Regions from separate parts of the Gossypium hirsutum genome. Here region 1 is linked to region 2. A link is a contact called in public Hi-C data. All regions are on one chromosome and are shown on one strand. The core of a region is the stretch at or near the end of the contact, and the rest is flanking DNA. Distances in the headings are between cores, read along the strand shown. Region 1 holds the start of LOC107918150. Region 2 has its middle 56 kb from the start of LOC107918156.

Evidence for each region. A called contact is a pair of places that touch in the nucleus more often than the background predicts.
Region 1: a contact with region 2 is called in a Hi-C map of leaf, with 2.4 times the contacts expected there. The contact joins the promoter of LOC107918150 here to the enhancer-like site in region 2. A contact is called at or near these places in 2 of 34 Hi-C or Micro-C datasets (both in leaf).

The regions. Positions count from the first base shown.
Region 1 is chrA01:42,690,540-42,694,841 of Gossypium_hirsutum_v2.1, reverse strand. It overlaps LOC107918150, which reads right to left and starts at 2,648. Exons shown (of 9, transcript XM_016847679.2): 1 at 2,424-2,648; 2 at 1,706-1,754; 3 at 1,552-1,614; 4 at 1,123-1,457; 5 at 333-545. The coding sequence starts at 1,742.
Region 2 is chrA01:42,281,039-42,285,881 of Gossypium_hirsutum_v2.1, reverse strand. No RefSeq gene overlaps it. Among protein-coding and RNA genes, the nearest start is that of LOC107918156, 56 kb to the left of the region's middle. Within about 2 kb of position 3,046, at least 9 of the 9 cell types and tissues checked have an H3K27ac peak or open chromatin away from gene starts, as enhancers often do. A contact at or near this core is called in leaf, where this site is marked.

The DNA.
Region 1 (4,302 bases), core at 1,399-3,898, 410 kb before region 2:
AGTGTTTGTAGGAAGAATTCAAACAAATAAATCAACATTGAGGCCATGACAGATCCCACATCTACCACCCAGTTAGAAAAGACAGAGACAGAGACAAATGTGAAACATTCAAAGAGACACAAAGGAAGATGCAAAGTAGGAAGATATGGCAAGTTGTCATATTAATATAACAATTACCCTTAATACAGCCCTTAGTGACTGTACTGCAATAATATACCTGCAATGACAGCCCAAAATTTGGATTTCTCTACTTGTATTTATATGTAGAGTAGATGAATATTTGGTCATGGACATGTTAAAGCACAAAAGGATAAAGCTTCATCTAACTTAACTGTTTCTGAACTATTTGCCTTCTTCACTTCAAGCTCCATAGATGGATTTGATGAAGTAAAATTTTCTTTGGGAGTAACATTGGGTCCATTGTTTTCCTCCTTTGCAATGAAACATGAATCTGATGAGTTCAATTTTTGGTTCTTATGCAGGGCAGCGGACTGCTCTAGAGAACCAGACCTTGAATCTGGGACAACATCCTGAGATTGCTCATTCTTGAAAGGAAAATTGTCTTAGTTCATGAAATAATGCATAAAATAAGCAAATATAAGAAGGAAAACTTAATAAACAAATGCTAGGAAGGTACACGAATTACAAAAACAAAACCAATATGCCAACAGCTAGAGGAGTTGACCATGCTTATCAAGTTCTACATGCAAAAGCGCTCCAAATAAATAAAACACTAATCAATATTCCACCTCTATTTCAGTCAATTTATGGCTCTCCATTCTCTTTCCATCCAGAATGACAAAGCCTAGAAGAAAAATCTAACATCACTACAACTTTGTGACATCCAGACAGTACTAAACGTCTAAACCTAAACTCAGAACAACCACAACAAAATGCATGTACCAGAAATAAATTGAAGCATCCCATCAAGCTAATGTAAAACCGAGAGACAAAAACCATATATAGTACACAAATTTGGTTGAAATTGCAGAGTTAAGAGACACAATTTGTAAAACTCAACGTGAGGTCACATGCTTCTTGTATTATCCCTTTAAATTTCTGGGTTGAATAAAATTCATGTCAGGTTAGTAAAAGAGTATGAAAAATATTCAAAAGTCAAACCTGCTCATGTTTCTCATTGTAGAAACTTTTGAGCAGAGCCTTCATTATTTCATGCAACTTCTCAACAGGTTCAGTATGCATCAATAAATAAACCTCAATGTCATTCTCATCCTTGTTCCTCAACTTCCTTATTGAGATATCAAGGCAGTTGATCTTAGCTCTCAAAGCACTACAGCAAATGTCATGCCATTCTTCATGTTCAGCCCAGACCAATTCACTTTGGAGCAACACCAAATCTTTTTCAAGTTCATCGATTTCAGTATCTGCTTTTGCAATCAATATCCTCAACACTTGAATACAAGATTTCTCATTCAAGGCATTTTCTTCAATCATATCTGTAGAAAAAGAACACATTGCATAACTATGGTAATTAAAAAAGACAAGAAAATATCCACCAGAAGTACAAATAAAATAGGACCATTATTATACCGATGCCATAACCAAAGTAAAAGTCATACGGCCATTCTGGTTGTATGAAAGGGCTGTTTTCTTCTGCAGATTACAGACAGTTAGTCAAACCACACAAAAAAAAATGATCAAAATAAGACTGCATGCATGTGCTAATTTGAGAAAAATAAAGCACCTTCAGTGAATGATGTCCCCCAGAGGTCGAAAGCCATAAATGATAGGTCCTGCAATACAAACAATGCGACATTATGATTCTTGCAAAACACAAGAAAGCACAATAATGATTCATTACACTATAAAAATTAAAGGGTCATTACAACTATTAATTATCCTTATTAGAAGTATCCTTTATCAATTACGGCGGTCAAGGAGCCTTTACCAGGTCCTGAAATTGTCACCAACAAATTCAAGATTCATTTTCTGGTAACAATCACGATAATCCAACATGAAAAAAAAAGAACAAGGTTAAAACCAACGCAAAGTAAACATGATTAAAAGGTATCATCAAGAACGTTAACATAACAAATTTATCCATATATACATTAACATATAACTTATAATAAACAACACGAAATCATTAACTAATAGTAAAACTTGAAAAAAGGAACTCAGTTTTAACGGCCAAAACTAGCTCGTAATCAAGCACTTACACGTAAACTGTGTTCATTCAAATAGATAAATTAACGACTAAGAAACATCAACACTCAAATTAAAACCACTTCCTTTTTTTCCCATTTTCATCAAACAAAAAAAATTTGAAAAAGAAATTCAAGGCTGAAACAACACTAGAATACTAAATGCCATACAAAACAAAGAATCGACCAAAAGTAGAAAAAGAAAACAGAAACGTAGCATTTTTTTTTCCTTCTATTTTCTCGAAGGCCAAACCGTACCTCGGCTCAAACAACGAATCAAATGAGGAGATCCCTACAATGGATAACCGGCCATTTTATATAATTTCGAGATCTCAAAAACAAAAACAAATTATATAGAGAGAAAGGGAAGCACTTGTAGTGAGAGAGTGAGCTTAGTGAGCAAAACGTTTTTTTTTTTCTGAGTGCGCGTGTTAGTGAAGGAGAAAAATACTGAGAGTGAAAGCGACGAACGTTTTTCATTTTTTTTTTTTCGGCTGATTCCCGGGGGGACTAACATGGAAATATGGCATTTTTAAGGGTAAAATTGGAATATAAAATACAAGTGGCAATGAAACGCCATCTGTGTCAGGTCACTCGTAGGACACGTAAGAAGTTTTGGGCCCACCCAAGAGATTCCCCCTCTCACCAATTTAGCCCTATTTGGCACAATTGGCTGCCTGTGGACCGTCGATCCGTTGACTTTCATGAAAGCTCATCGACGGTAAAGAAACGCATCGATTTCCGTGGGGTCCACACGCTTTTACATTTACGCTGCTCAGATACTGCCGTTCCTACGCTGTAACCGTCATTTTCCTTTTTTTTTTTTAATCTTTGTCTTTTTAGCCGTCTTTCTGGTTATTGCAAAATAGACCGATGCGATTTTGCGTTGAAAAATTTTGACTCCGTAAATTTGTTTTAAAATTTAACCTATGCTAAAAGTTTATATGCTTTTTTGGAATTTAAAATTACATACATCATTGAAAAATATATAAACAAAAACAAAATTTTCAACATTTTGGATAATTTTAATTTAATCCAATACTTTAATAAAAAATTATTAATTATTTATCATTTACACTGACTTTGGTGTTTCTTTATTATAGGAAAGTTACTTTACAACATTTGATATGAATCCCGTAAAAGTTGTATTAACTTATTTTGCTACACTCAACACTAATGTAATAATACATTACAAAAATTACCCTTATTAAATAAAAGATAGTATTTATGTATTTTAACATTTTCAATCATTTTTATTATTAACAAATATTTGAATTAATCCAAAAAATATAATTTACTCACGTTTTGGTCGAATGTGTTACATGAATACATTTAAAAATTAACTTGTATATTAATTTAAGATTGTGAATATGTAAAATTTGTAATGTGTTCCTACTCACATTATAAGTATAAATTCAAGTGTATTCATATATTGCGTATATGGCTTCAAATTATTACTTGGTAGATTTAGAAAATGAAAAGAAAAAAAACAAAACTTTTGAAAAATACATAATTTTAAACTAACATACGTATCTCATTCATTTTTTTCTCTTCCCATTATTTCAAATTGGAATATTAGTTTTTATACATTAAAATAGAAAATTATCATCTCTTTTATTTTTTTTTCTCTCGCTTTTTTTCCCTACCAAACACATTTAAAATTTATTTTCATTTCACTTTTCTACTCACTCCTTTCATTTATTCACTTTTCCACCTAATCAAGCATATCCTTAATGTTGAAAAGATTAATGATAATAGAATTATTTTAACGAAAAAGTGTGGAATTGAAAAAGTTTTAAGCACACTTAACAACCCATAATAAAAAAATAATTGAATTATTTCAACGAAAAAGTGTGAAAAATGATAAATAGATAATAAGCTATTTATCACTTAATGTAGAATTTCTTTTTTCACTCTATTTTATTTTATTTTATTTCTTTTAACATTACCCTTTAACTTTAAATTTTTAAAATTTACATTCATCAAGCATACTAATTATATTCCATACTTAATTTTGAGTAATTTATCAAACAAATCTTATAACTTAATTTAATACTTAATTTTTCATTAATTTTTTAGTTTATCAGACAACACCTAAATTCAATTTTTTTTAAAAATTATGTTTAAATAAATTATC
Region 2 (4,843 bases), core at 1,797-4,296:
ACGGAAAAGTTTTAATAAAAAAATATTTCTTAAAAATATTAATAAATAAAAATGAAAAATATAATTTATATATAAATTTAATTTTAGTAAAAAATTTAAGAGAGAATTTGAGAGATTTTTGAGAGTTGATTGAGAAATTTGAAAGATTTAAGAGAGAAATGTGAGAAATTTGTAGGTTGGAGGGGTTTATAGTTTTTTTTTATTGTTGAGGGGTAACGCCTATTTAAAATAGCAGTTGGAAGTGACCGTTGGGGGGGGAACGTCCTGACTTGGACACAGTTTTGCTTAGCGCGTTGAACTGGAAACGCTTGACTGATCAGAGGGGAAATGCTTCCAGCTGGAAGCGTTTTTTTGAGTTTCTCTTGAAAACAACACCGGCTGGGTGCGTTTTAGCAAAAAAGGCCCATTTTCGTCATTTTTAAAGAAACTGTCCCATTTTTTTTTAATTTTGAAAAATAAATGGCTTTATTTGGTAATTTGGTCAAAGTAAAATGTATGTTGCTATTTTTAAAAATTTAACATTTTAATTAGTATTTCCATTAAGAGAAATCAATCCAACTATTTTTCAAGCAGTTGATGGTTAAATTTGTCTCTTTTTTAAAAGTTGATGACCAAATTTAACTAAAAAAAGAATAAGAGTCAAATTGAAAAAAAATATAAATATTAAAAGTTAAATTTGACATTATACCTAAATATTTTAATAGTTACAAAGAAGTAATCAAATTAGGCTTAATTGCAAATTTACTCTCAATGTTTAACTATTTTTTCATTTTTGCTCTTATTCTTTTTTTTTTGGATCAATTGCACCCTATCGTTTCATTTTTGGATGGAAATATTGAAATCATCATTAATTGACTAATGGCCAATGTCAATAGCTGATGTGACATGACACATTTGATTAATTATTTATGTCCCATTTTTTATCTAATCTGAAAAAATCATTTAAAAAGTATAAAATTATTAAAAATAAAAAATTAAAAATAAAACAAATTCTAAAAATATTTTTTTCAAACTTTTAAAATTAATAAATAAATCTCTAAAAAATTTAAATCATAAAATAATAGAAAACTTATAAAAAATATAAATTATTAAAAATTTGTTTCACGTTTTTATCTTCTCCCCTTCCCCTTTTCTTTTTCTTGTTTCTCCATTTATCTTGGCCACGGGCAACATGCATCATCACCGCCAGAGCTCTGAACAACCCCTTCTAAAACCAAAATGAATCTCTCTTCATCATCTTTGTCGTCCAACGGTTTAGATTTCCCTAGAAAATGTCCAAAAATATCAAAAACATGAACAAAAGTTTGAAGCAAAAACTTTGATTTGTCGCTGTTCATCGTTAGATCGCCCTAAGATTGGAATATGTTACTCTCCTCAACCTCTTATGCACTCTCATCGTTTGGATCTTGCAGCAGATGCTCCGAGCCCGTAAAACTAGATAACCCGAAATGAATCTTTGCTTCTTTTTTTTAGTTTATACCTTGTGTGAGTTTATTGTTATTTTTGTATGGTTTCAGTTTCGGTATAGTTTAGAGAGTGATGTTTATGGAGGTTGTGAAAATAGTGATGAGTTGAGGGGGTGGTGGGCAATGGCTGGAGGTTTGATGATGGTGAAGATCAAATGGAGGGAGAAAGAGGGACGTATATAATGGTGGGATGATGGTGTAAAGTGGCGGGTATAAATTGATTTAAACGTTAAGTATTCACCAAATTGGAGAAAGTCATTCGAAAATTAAAAGTGAAAGCATATGTATAAGTAAAACTAAAAAATGAATTGGATAACTATGAAATTATTCGTTTTAGAGAGAAACATTGGAAATGGAGACGAAAAATTCTGCCAACGGTACTGATAGAAAATCTTGCACCGGTGGTGATTGAAATACTAAAAAAGTTAGATTCAAGGAAGTGATCAATGGAGAAATCAACAATATGGTTGTTGATTCTGACCAGCAGTCGATTATGTCTTTTAAAGACAAACTTTTGGGGGGATATGTTGCCTCCTCTGATAAAAATCTTGAAGGGAATTTTGAAAAGAATGAGAGTGAATTTGAATTAATGGATGGAGATGTTAATACGTCCATGGTTAATGGGATTTTGGCAATCATATTCTAGGATCGTGTCAAAGACATACTGTTCAAGGAGATGGAGTTGATAGTGATTCTCAAGCTGCTAGGGCGCAATATCGGATACAATGTGCTTCACAACTGTATACTTAATCTATGAAAACCTGCAAAAACTTTTCATCTAATGGATATCACTAATGGATATTTTTTGGTTAAGTTTCAGAATATTGACGATTATAACAAAGTCTTAGTTCAGGGCCCATGGATCATTTTTGGTCAATACCTTATGGTATAACCATAGACGAAATCTTTAATCCAGCATAACCTTATCCTAGCATGGTGATGGCCTAGATTCGATTGCAGGGTCTTCCGGGTTACCTATACAAAAGACAAATCATTGAAGCTAGTGGAGGGTTAATCAGAAAAGTAGTCAAGTTAGATTTACAAACTGATAATAGAACAAGAGGACGATTTGCCTATTTAGTTGTGTTCATCAATTTTGATAAACCACTAATCTCTCAGGTTTTGGTTGATGTCGCCGTGCAACGGGTTGAATACGAGGCTCTTCCAATGATTTGCTTCAGTTACAAAAAATATAAGTATGTAAATGAGTTGTGTCTATCGGTGAGGGTGAATCTGGCTTCAGGTAGCCCTGTGACTGCGGTGATAGCGTCTTCCGATGATGACATCAGTAAGGACGGTGAAGGGAAGAAAGTTGATTACGAGCCATGGATGTTGGTGGAGAGAAAGTCATGACGTGGTCAATAGGATTCTCGGACTAATAGGGTAACAAATTTGGGAAAGGGAACGTTGGGATCTAGGTTTGCGCCGTTGATTGCGGAAGATGTCTCAGGTGGCGTACTTAGGTGGTTTGTTGGGGATTTTTTGGAGGAGAAGGATGATGACCATGCAGCTGTGGATATGAGAAGTGTTGGTGCTAGGGTTAATTCTAAATGGGTTTTGGGTGAGGTTAATACTAAAGCGATTTTGGGTCAAGTTGTTGAAGTAGACCGTAGGGCTGAGGTAGGCTTTAGGCCTTTGGTTGGGCCTGTCTTGGGCTCAAGTTCCAACAGATCAGAAAATTTTAAAAACGAGTCAGATTGAGGGGGTCTTAGTTTTAAATCGCTGGGAAAAAGGCCTGTGGAGTCAGATGGGCTTCCTCAAAAAGATAATGACCTGATTAACAATTTTACCTTTTTTAATTCTAGTTCTCTTCTTTCGCTTGCAGGTCTAGCACAATTTAAAATGGGCGATGCACAGATTAATGGGTAATCGATGGAGAAGCGTGGTGGGCTAAGAAGGGAAATGACCTGTTGATTTAATTTCTAGTGGCCTGGATAACACATTAGTGAAGGGACAAAATTTTATTTTGGATAAAAAAGGCCTTGGTGGAATGTCTTCTAACGATTTTTCAGAATAGGAATATGTAGAAGTACATTCGGCTTCTTCAGAGAATGAGGGGAATAAATTGGTTCTCAATAACCCCATGTTCGAAGGCCCTTATGAAACTGTGGTTAAATTAGATAAGAACCTTTTAGACCCAAATCACTATTCGACTGTTATTTTCAATGAAAATAATGTGTCAAAATCACTCAAAGATAATAAGAAAAAGACTTTGGTTAATACTAATAAATCTTTTTCTATTTCCAGAAGGGGTGGTTCTGAGAATAAAGTTGGTAATAATCGCGGTGGACCTCCTCTTAATCGCACGTTTAAAGAAAATGAAGGAAAATTAAAAACGCTGGAATTTCTCGAATTCCTTTGACAGAAGTTATAAGCTCCATGGCTAATCTTATCAATTCGCAAGTTGGGCTTAGGGCAGATGAAACTAGTGGTAATGCTGATGGATAGATTGCTGGCCTTGGTTCTACATTTGTATAATATGGTGGTATTTTTAATTGGGTTACTTTTAAATTTTATTTTTAAAATGAATTTTACTATTTTCAGTTGGAATTGTCAAGGTTGTGCTAGTTTAAATTCCCTCGTTTTTGTTGGGAGTATAACAGAGAGCTTAGACCTGATTTAGTTGGCCTTTTAAAAATAAGAGTAAGTGGTGTTAAAGTTGATTCTGTTATTGCTAAACTCGATTTTGATTTTTTACACCGTGTGAAGGCTGTGGGTTTCTCTGGTGGAATTTGGATAGGATGGAAAGATACTATCTCTGTGGATATTTTGGGTAATCATTCCCAATTTATTTTACTTAAAATTTCTGGAAATTCTTATCGACAACCGGTTTTGGTTACTTTTGTGTCTGGTAGTCCTAATGGTCAGAAGCGAAAGTAGTTATGGAAAGCTTTGAAATATACCGTGCCGGTGGATGGGACTCGGTGGTTAGCGATTGGTGATTTTAACGCTATCATTGTTTCTTGTGAAAAAAAAAAGGTGGTCGGGTCATTGGGAAAAGATGTGCTCTCTTTAGTGAATTCATGGATTCCATGGGGCTGCATGATTTGAGGTTTAGTGGTCCAAACTTTACTTGGAGTAGAGGAGGAGTTTTTGAGAGACCGGATAGAGAAATCTGTAATAATGCTTGGAGCCTTAAGTTTCCTTTGTCAAAAGTCTTGCATTTACAAAAGCTTAAATCGGATCATATGCCCTTTAAATTATCTCTTTTACCTGATGTTGAGTCTTCCTCAAGGAGGCCTTTTCGTTTTTTGACCAGTTGGGTTGAGCATTCGAATTTTTTGAATTTTATTAAAAAAAATTAAAATTTTTGGGGGGATATGTCAAATACCCCATGCTACTTTCACTGATCAAGTGAAATTATGGAATAAGGAGGT